2 separate regions of the Lactuca sativa genome follow, and region 1 is linked to region 2. The links are chromatin contacts, called in public Hi-C maps. All regions are on one chromosome and are shown on one strand. The core of a region is the stretch at or near the end of the contact, and the rest is flanking DNA. Distances in the headings are between cores, read along the strand shown.

Region 1 (5,419 bases), core at 78-2,577, 170 kb before region 2:
TTCCGTACCTATTTATATCAGTATCAGTATCAGTATCAGTATCAGTATCAGTATCAGTATCAGTATCAGTATCAGTATCAGTATCAGTATCAGTATCAGTATCAGTATCAGTATCAGTATCAGTAAAAAACGGGTATTTAACTATTGTGTACCTTTGACCATATTCCATCAGCACCAACTAAAAGATCACCTTCGAAACGTTCTCCACTTTCAAGTGTCACAGAAACCTGAATTAGAGCATATCACGTGAAATTACGAAAATACCCATTAACTAAATACCGAAAATAGTTAGAATTGAAAGAAAAAAAAGGTTAAAGATTCTACTTTTTCACCATCGTCCTCAAAGTCGACTACATTGCTACCATTTAATATAATTTCTTCCCCAACAGCATCTGCTAGAATCTTTTGTAATGTCATTCGACTTATAACTCTAGTAACTGGAAGACCCCTTTCTACTGCAGGAGTGAAAGTATCAAACTTGCAATACCTGATAATCGGCTTTATATATCAATTAATGCGATCGATAAGTTATCTAATTCACAAATTGTAATCAATTTTATAAACTTCAAGTTCCGAATTACAATAATTCGATCAATGAATCCAGAAATCAGTTGTAATATGATATGTAAATACGAATGAAATGAAGATCGTTAAAGGCTTACCAATTACCAGAAACGCCGTCAACTAATCCGTTAATTCGTTGACCAGTGATGCAACCAGCTTTCATAACTTCATCAGCAACACCAAAATCAATTGCTTCTAAAGCAGCTAAAGCGTTACTCTGAATCTGAATCGGACCTCGATACTGTCCTTCACCTCTAATCGCACTCAGATCTCTCTCAAAAACCACAACTTCGAACCCTTTTCTCTTTGCAGCTAACGCAAACACCAACCCGCCAATTCCACCTCCCGCCACCAATACTCTTACGTTCTTCTTCTTCTCACCACCTCGCTCCGCCGCTTGTGGTGGCGATTCTGCCAGTACAGCTTTAACGTTTGAAGAAACACCGAGTTTCTTGAACAGCGACGACGACGACGACGACCCACTTCTAAATTGGTGGTGTTTGGAGTGGATTGAGTGGAGGAATTCAATTGGGAGGTGGGTTTTTGAGTGGAGTGTTGCTGTTGGGTTGATTGAACTGCAAAATACATTGCAATTTGCCATTTTTAGCAGGTTTCAAGAAGTAATTTTTTCAGAGTTATATCTAGTTTTGGGGAAATTATGAATGGATGTGTTGAATTAAATGGGGATTGATCATGTTCGGTTGTGGTGGAGAGATAAGTGGGAGTGTGAGTCAATCCAAAAGGGAGACTTGGAACATGGAGAACCAATTATAGAGATTCTTGAAAGCCATGTGGCAATGTCTTGTTACTCCATTTCTTTTTCTATTAACAGAAATATCTTTGTGGCGGTAATATTATATTATTATTTTCTATTTTCTATGGGGTTACGTGGCATGGATTAATTACATATATACCCCTAAACTATGTCTTAGTTTTCAATATAGCACTTCACTAATGAGTTTTTATACTTTAAACCCCATAAAGTCATGGCTTACACACCTATAACCTAAACGATATTGAGTAAATTACAGAAATCGTCCTTATGGTTTGATCAAAATCGCACGTTTGGTCCCTAATTATTTTTTTGCACTCAGATCGTCCCTGTGGTTTGATTTTGTTGTGTTTTTCGTCCCTGTGGTTTGATTTTGTTGCATTTTTCGTCCATTACATACATAAAGTTAGGGATCAAACATGCAATTTTTACCAAACCATAAGGACGAAAAACGCAACAAAATCAAATCACAGGGACGATCCGAATGCAAAGAAAAAGTTAGGGATCAAACATGCAATTTTGACCAAACCACAGGGACGATTTCAATAATTTACTCTATTTAAAAATAGTTTTTTCTTTAAAGTTTTTTTATTAATTAAAATATCTATTTTAATAGATGATCCCAAGCATTTAGTATTTTCTAGTCTTTTATTTTTATTTTTTTTAGTTTTTATCGATTTTAATCCCTATATTCATAAAATATATTTTAATATCATTTAAATATATTTTCAAATTTTATTTTTGAGTACTTAATCTTTTTATGTAAATATACAAATAGTTTGAATATATCTCATAAAAAAATATATCATGAAAAAGTTAATTGTTAGAAAAATACTAAAGATAATAAAAACATCATAATATATTATTTAATAGTTTCTTATTTATTAATATGTTGATATCCACTGACTTTATGTTTTATAACTTAAAGTGTGGATTTAAAAATTGGAAAATTATATTAGGGTAATTTATATAACATGTGAGAACTATAAGACACATTAGTTAGTTTCCTAAAAAAGCTTTTTAAAATATTAACTATTAAAGGTTACTATAAATATAACATGACAAAAGTAAAATTATTTCAAATGTTAACAATTGGAAAATCCCTAAGGCTAAACGATATGAATATCATGCCACACATATGATGCTTATGTGGTAACCCATCACTCAAAGTCAACATCAAACCCCACCCGTAACTCTCCTTCATGAGTGACTTCTCTCTCATTTCTAAAATTGGTTATTCTTTATTTCTTCGTATGAGTGAACACCACGCCTCTCTCGAGTAGAGTTGATATGGTGTAATGATTGTGATGAGGTGGATTATATTATGTCGATACGATGTGAGAACCAAACCCAACAACGTAAGGGATTTGAAAGTTATATTTTAAATAGGAAAAAATTGATTTGTTTTATACTTAATTTAACTATTTAAACACTTAAATAATATTTCAAAGGCATAATGACAGAAAAAGTAACGAACGTTCAATTTTTGTTTATATTTAATCAATAATTTTTTATTCTTTATTACCCTTAAACTATTTGAAATTGTTCATATTTTCCCCTTATGACCGGTCATAAGGGTAAAATATAACATTTTCAAATAGTTTAGAAGTAAATAAAATTAAAAAAAAAAATTCAATGACTAAAGAAAATTCATTACCCTCTCACTAAAGTCCAATGATTAAATGTGAGCATACTTTTTCTTATATTACGTTTTAGTAAATTATGTATTTTTATTAAATTTTAGTAACATTTGTCGATAAAGAAACTTATAATATAAAAAAAAAAAAACAAAACCACAAAAATGTAAATAAAAAATACGAAAAACTGAAACCAAAAAACCAATGACTTTGTATTTTCTAAAATAAAAAATAAAATTTTCGATCTCGTTTTGGTTTAACAAAAAAACGAATCATTATCATCTATAGTTGTTAAGAAATTGTGTTTCATGGTTAGAAATTACGTTGCATTCTTAAAAAAAATAAATAAATTAAAAACGATGGTTTTCTAAAATAGTTATTAAATATTAATTGTTTTCTCTAAAACCTTTTAAAATTACAAATGATTTTTTTTGAGAGAATAAATAAATAAATAGCAGCATTTCACATAAATTGTTAAAAATGTAGCTGTTTTTTTCTAAAAAAAAGCATAAAATATTTGTATAAAGGTAATGGGAAATCGGGTGATTTGGGTTCAACGCTTCATGAAACATGTTAGCGATTAATCAATTCTCTATGTCTTGTTAAATAACTATAAACTCCAATAATATCTAAATTTTAATGTATCAATGTATGTATATATTCTTTTATAAACAACATATATGAATTAATGTATGTGAATTTATATATTGTATTGTTTTATAACATAAAATTTATACATAAAATATTGGTATAATTTTTATACATATAATATTGCATAATTTTATAACACAAAATTTATTCATCTAATATTTGTTTCGTTTTGGTTTTTAGTTTTTTTTTGGGGTTTGTTTTTTTTATTTCATAGATTTCTTCATCACACAAATATTGCGAAAATTTAACAAAAACGCATAATTTGCTAATACATAATACAAGAGGAAGTTTGTTCACATTTAGTCATATAACATTTTTTAGAGGAAAACGAACTTCCAATTTTGTCCACATTTAATTATTAAACTTTTTTTCATTCTTTATTTGCCTAAACTATTTGAAATTTTTTGAATTTTACCCTTATGATCGGTTACGACCGATAATAAAGGTAAAATATGAACAATTTTAAATAATTTAGGAGCTAACAAAGAATAAAAAAATTAATGACCAAATCTTAACAAAATTGAAAGTTCTTTACTCTTTCGATTCATTATCCCTATATCAAAATAGTCATAAGATTTTTATTTACATTTAGGATTTCTGCAAGGAAAATTTATTTTTTATATCATTTTTGTTTTTTTCACACCGTTATTATTGATCTCTTATTCATTATTCAAATGATAAATAAACAATAATATAATATTTGTTTATGTTTGTATATTATTACTATACCAAAGTCCCTAAATAGAATAACTATGCATATAGTTTTTTTTTTTTTTTTTTTTTTTTTTTTTTTTTTTTTTTTTTGTTACGGACGAGATAAAATAACATAAAAGAGCTAGCAATGCGTTAGAAACCATTACAATAAGATTGTTTCTAGATTTCCATAAACACCATAACACCGAGTAAGACAAGGCCATGAACAACTTGTGTTTTCTTTTGTCCTCCTTCAGAAAACTAGCCACCGAGATCAAGGAGGAGAAGCACTTCGGGGCAGCGCTGATAAGACCAAACAAGGAACAAAACCACTTCCAAACCATAACAATGAACTCACACTTAAAGAACACATGCACAACTTCTTCAACCTCCATGGAGCAATTCAGACATAAAAATGAACCCATGTTTACCCCTATGAGAGAGATTAATCGCCAAAGGAATCCTATTTTGCAAAAGCCTCCATACAAAACAATTTACTTTTAGCGAGACCCAGCTAATTCAATCAAAAGTACCCGAAAACGCACCTAGAATCAGCCTCAATCATTCGCATCCTCAAAGAAGAAGTTGGGAAGTCTCCAGAAGTAGTGCACAACCATCACCAAGAGTGAGAAATAGGGAATAAAGAAATATTTCCAAATTTACCCTTCAACTCATTTAACGAATCCAACTCTTTCCCTTCTAGGTGCCAATTCCAGCCCCAAGTCATCTCTATACTCCCACTAGACTCAATGTTGGACAGTCTATCAATAACTCTATAGTTCTTGTTGGATTCAGTATGACACAACTCCATATACATATCTTTGAGAATTAAATCCTCCAACCATCTATCTTTCTAGAAAAAGGTATAATTTCCCAACCCTAACCTTCTTAACATGATAGAATCCAAGCTTTACATTCCACTCATGTAAATTGATTTTGACCTTAGCAATAGAGTACCAAACACCATGGAGAGTAGCCTTAGCAATAAGCTTACCATCGATACCATCTATCTTATGTCATGCTGTAATGCACATCGACCAAAGACTCTTTCTTTATGTTTTGAGTTTCTACACCCACTTAGCTAGAAGAGCCACATTCATCA
Region 2 (5,210 bases), core at 2,276-4,775:
CATTTACATGTGAATTTGAGTAAATTCACCCTATGATTAGTAGTAAATTTATTTTTGTATGATCATCAAGTTGAAATGGTAAAAAATCAAGTGAATTTATGTAGATTCACATATGAATGTGATTTTTTGTTCAAATTTGCATGTAATTTGATATTATCTAGATTAGCGATCATTCATATATATATATATATATATATATATATAGAGAGAGAGAGAGAGAGAGAGTGTGTGAGTGAGTGAGTGAGTTAAGTTCAAATATTCTAACTAATTATTATGCGGATATCGTGTGCTATGAGAATGATAATGAAAATATATTGTTTGATCGTATAAATACGTTCAATCTTACATAACTATTGTCATTAACACATTCTCACTAATTAAATCATCTATAAGGTTATTATATACTTATTATTATTATTCTCATTTCTGTCAGAAGGTTTATTGGGTTGTATTCTGTCAGAATGAAAATAAGTGAAAAACGATGTGTGAGAACAAAAATAAATAATAATTAACGAGAATGCATGAAAATGACGATATTTTTGTAAGGTTGAACGTATTCGCATTGCTAAACAACTTATTCTCTTAGTAATTCTCATAGCATACGATACCCGCATAATAATTAGTTTGAATAGAATAACCTAAGCATATATATATATATATATATATATATATATATATATATATATATATATATAAAGAGTTAGGATCATATATAACCATTAATTATTGTGTGAATGTATGGCTAATTCTTGACCAATAATTTAATAGGGGTAATTTTGTAATTTAATTAATTAAATTAGATATTATATATTATAAATCCCCTATAATTTTGGTAACTCAGTAATGGTTCTCTATAATTATGATCTCTATAAACAAACTTGCCGGCAATATCTTCATGTCACTTCTCCTCAATCTATGCAGTGTCTATTGATCAATAGATGTTTCTAGCTCTTCTATCTTATTTTGCTCTAGGGTTCTAGAGAGGTGCCCCAATATTCACATATAAATTTTCTTAAATTACACTTTGATGGTGGAAAAAAATGTTGGAATAGCAAGACACATAAAAACTATCATAGAGTGCTGCCGCGTTCTTTCTTCCGGTAAATATTTATGTTTAATAGTAATAATTGTTCATATTTGTTATTTAATTTGTGTTTAATACCTTTTTGTCGGTAATTGGTTCTAGATTACTTGCTTCATAAATCAATTGATTCTTGGCGTTTATGTTTATTGGTTTTTTGGTTTTCACGATTAACATATTCTTGTCTGTTTTTTATAATTAATTTTTTTGTTTATTGTTTTTTTAACATTCAATGAAGAATGAGACATGCTTCCTAAATCTCTATTTAAGAAAAGATACGTGATCGTATATAGACAAAATTCACTAACACCATTTGAGACCTATTTTTATTTCATTTTAGTTTTAAATTAAATTCACAATTTGAGGAGTACAAGTAAATTCAATTTGAGGAGTACTGGTCCAATGAAAATCATAGCTTTTTTGTTTTCTCTCTTATTTTATATTTTCGAATTATGTTTAGAGCTTATTGAATTACTAATTCAACAACCGTTAATCATCTTTTTGTGTAACAGCCATTATTATCATCTCGTCAAGCAACATTCCAACACTACTAACTACAAACCCATACGGAGCAGAAAAAAATAAAGAGAACGAAAGGGTAAAAACATCTTCAAATGAATAAATTCTTCAAGAATCGTATTCTTCAAGTATTCTTCAAGAACAATTGACTTATTCAAGAATTCTTCAATTGTAAAAAAAATATGGTGTTACATACATGCAAATCGATTGTATATATAAATGAGATATTTGATGTGACAATCATTTTCGAAGAAATAAACGTTTATATGATTCAAATAAAAATATTAAAATGAGATATTTTGATTTACCTGTTATTCTTAAAGAATATGAATATAACTAATCAATAAAGTTCACAGAGAAATCAGTAAAATGAACCAAATGAACGAAGAAAAATCAACAAATAAACCAACATAACGAAGGTAACGGTTATTCCCAAAGAATATAAACTAATGGATGATGTTAATTCATTTAATTATGTTCAAGGATGAGTATATTCTTAAAGAATGCAGATTCTTCAAGAATATATTAAACTATATTCACATATTTTTAAAGAATTCTACGCTATTTTTTTTCAAAGATATATATTTTTAAAGAATGCAAGAAAACTAACAAACTTTTTAAGAAAAATTCAACATGGTTGATGTTTATTAAATGTCATACGTTATTAATTTAAAATGAAAAAAAATATTTTATTTTTTTGAATTTTAATTTTAAATTATATCCCTTAAAATTCTTACTTTCCATAACTTGTGATTAACCGAATAGTCTAATTTACCCTTTTCGATTTTTTTAAAAATGAAAACAATTAATTTTTTTTCAATTAATTACCATCATGTCATCATCATCTTAACCACTCATTGTTTTGATCTAATAAATAAAAATTGGTTATACAATCATACAATATTTGCAATTCACATTTGATCCTAACCCTATATATATATATATATATATATATATATATATATATATATATATATATATATATATATATATATATATATATATATATATATATATATAACTTAGGCGTTACTCGACCGATTAGATTAATCCTTGCATACACAATAAGTGAAGCAGTAGAACTCGATGAAATTTTAACACTTCGAAAAAGTTATATCTCAATAAAAACTATTTAAGGTATGATTAGTCTTTTATTAATCATAATAACCTATTTTGTTATGATATTAGTGGTATTTATGAACTTTTATATGATATTAGTCATATTTAATTTTTTTAAATACAACAAATTAGCAATTAATGGTCCCCGATTAATTTCTTGATTAATCTCCTTCTAACCGATTAATCCCTTAAAAAAATAAAGTGAATTTTTTGTTATAATGTTGTGCATTCACGTCCAACGTATAAATGTACAATGTATTTTTTAGTCACCGACCGTTTTACATTCCAGCATCTATGATTGATTTTCTTGATTTCTTGATTAGTTACGGTTATGTGTTGAAGTTTTATCTATAATTACAATGGATAATTATACATCTTTAAACAAAGGCAAATGAAATAATGTCAGGCTAATTTGATATTTATATTACTAATTAGATACGTGATATCTTTGGTCGGTGTTATAAGTTTTAAAATATAATTCTTCCATAATTTTAGATAATTTGAGAGCTTGAAATAAATTAATCTTTTGTTAAGTTTTCTTGTTGGACATCGATGATCACAAGGGTAAGAACAAAAACGTAGTTGTTTTCAAAGGTGCTCATTGTAAATCATTCGAATAGAATTATAGTTTCAGTATCTTAACGTTTTGTAAATCGGTCAACAACGAACCATAAACAATTAATTCACAATTGAAAACATGGCAGCATAATAATAATAATAATAATAATAATAATAATAATAATATATTTATTATAATAATAAGGACGTATAAACCAATGTGTTGCAAATATTAATGTATGGCAGACCCCTTCCGTACTTCAGGGGCATTGTCACATGGATCCTGTCTGCGACTCTTTCGATCTATTCCACGCCCATTTCCTTTCGGCATTTCATCGAACACTTTCCCTGCTTCTTCCTTTTTCTTCAAACCAATAATATCAGTGCCCCAAATCCGCCATTCTTCTTCTAATCCTGTCTACATCTTATCTTCTTGCACACCAACAATCAAACTAACAACAAGGACTTTTTGTTTCAGGTAATACTCTTCATCTCTATTAAAATTGTTTCAGTCTGAAGTAGGTGCAATCACAACTACCATGTTTGACTGAAGTAAAGTAAACATCTGACGATTGATGAATGATGTCCTCGTATTTTTTTTGAATGTTTCCCCCTTTTCTAGCTGTAAAAGAACGTTCTTTTTATCGTGTTTTCGTTTTCATGATATGAAATTCCACTTGGAAGTATCTGTAGCTTCACGAGCGTTACAGTGGTCCACAAAAATCGGTGACCACAGAGGCAAATACAAATATACGATACAATACCTTTCTTCCTAGTTGCTTACTGTTCTCTGTAAATGCGAGATGTACATCTAAACAATCGAGTACAATCATCTAATCCTAACTCAAGTTCAAAATTCCAGGTTTTTCCGAAGAAATTGAAGAACCCTAGTTCGTAGAAGGTAGAAAGAACCAGAGGATGCAATGCAGGTCTGCTATTCACCACAATTAGGATCTACAACGAAGAATCCATCTTCCTTCCGTCATTCCGGTGCTTACACAAGCCCAGGGACTCCAGATTACGGGGATAACAATGTCGGAAGCTTTCAAAAGGGTTGGTATTCAGAGAGAGTAGCGTTACCAAGCAACAGTAGCCGAAGACATATCAGTGCTGCAGCATTGATGCCATTCAATAGTGGAAGAACACTTCCATCGAAATGGGATGATGCTGAAAGATGGATTACAAGTCCAGTATCTGGTTTTGGCGTTTGCAAGACGACGACGACGACTACTTCTACTACTACAGCTCCACCACCTAGACGACCCAAAGCGAAAAGTGGCCCATTAGGGTTAGGTGGAACAACGACAACATCAACAACACCTGGTGGAGTTCATAATTACTTTTCAAACTATTCACCTGCTTTATTACCTGAAAATGGAAGCTCCAAGAATTTTCTCACAACAGGGGTTTTAGTCCCTGATCATGCATTACCTTTTCATCATGGAGTTGTTCAATCTCCTAACATTCCTGGATGGTCCGAATTGTTAATTGGATCTCCATATCCTGATTCCCAAGGTACAAAAACTACAATTTCGTCAATCTTTTGACTTTTTATTGAATGTTATTTGATGTTTTTAATTGAATTCTTGAAACACATAGATGAAAATGGTGTTTCGCGAGTTGTGTCACGGAGAGATATGGCGACACAAATGAGCCCTGTGAGCAGCCCGGAAACCTATACACCGCCGCCTGTGGAGGGCGTCAGCCACCATTCTTCAAGATCGGAAGTCAGAGATGTTCAGGTGGATAAAGGAGTCACTATTACAAAAAAATCAAAAAGACACAAGATGAAAGTGAAGAAGAATAATAGGGTAAAAGAGAGTAATAATGAATTATCTTTGACATGGAATACCACAGAAGGAGCAATGAAATTGTCAAAGTATCTCCCTCTCTTTCTCTCGATCTTTCTTTCTCTCTCTCACACACACACACA

What was found. A called contact is a pair of places that touch in the nucleus more often than the background predicts.
Region 1: a Hi-C map of bud shows a contact between it and region 2, with 10 times the contacts expected there. The contact joins the promoter of LOC111885712 here to the promoter of LOC111885716 in region 2. A contact is called at or near these places in 4 of 4 Hi-C or Micro-C datasets (bud, leaf and seed).

The regions. Positions count from the first base shown.
Region 1 is chr3:144,629,158-144,634,576 of Lsat_Salinas_v11, reverse strand. It overlaps LOC111885712 (zeaxanthin epoxidase, chloroplastic), which reads right to left and starts at 1,327. Exons shown (of 16, transcript XM_023881956.3): 1 at 663-1,327; 2 at 325-487; 3 at 153-227; 4 at 1-8. The coding sequence starts at 1,165.
Region 2 is chr3:144,466,099-144,471,308 of Lsat_Salinas_v11, reverse strand. LOC111885716 reads left to right here and starts at 3,525. Exons shown (of 5, transcript XM_023881960.3): 1 at 3,525-3,755; 2 at 4,140-4,792; 3 at 4,877-5,156. The coding sequence starts at 4,201.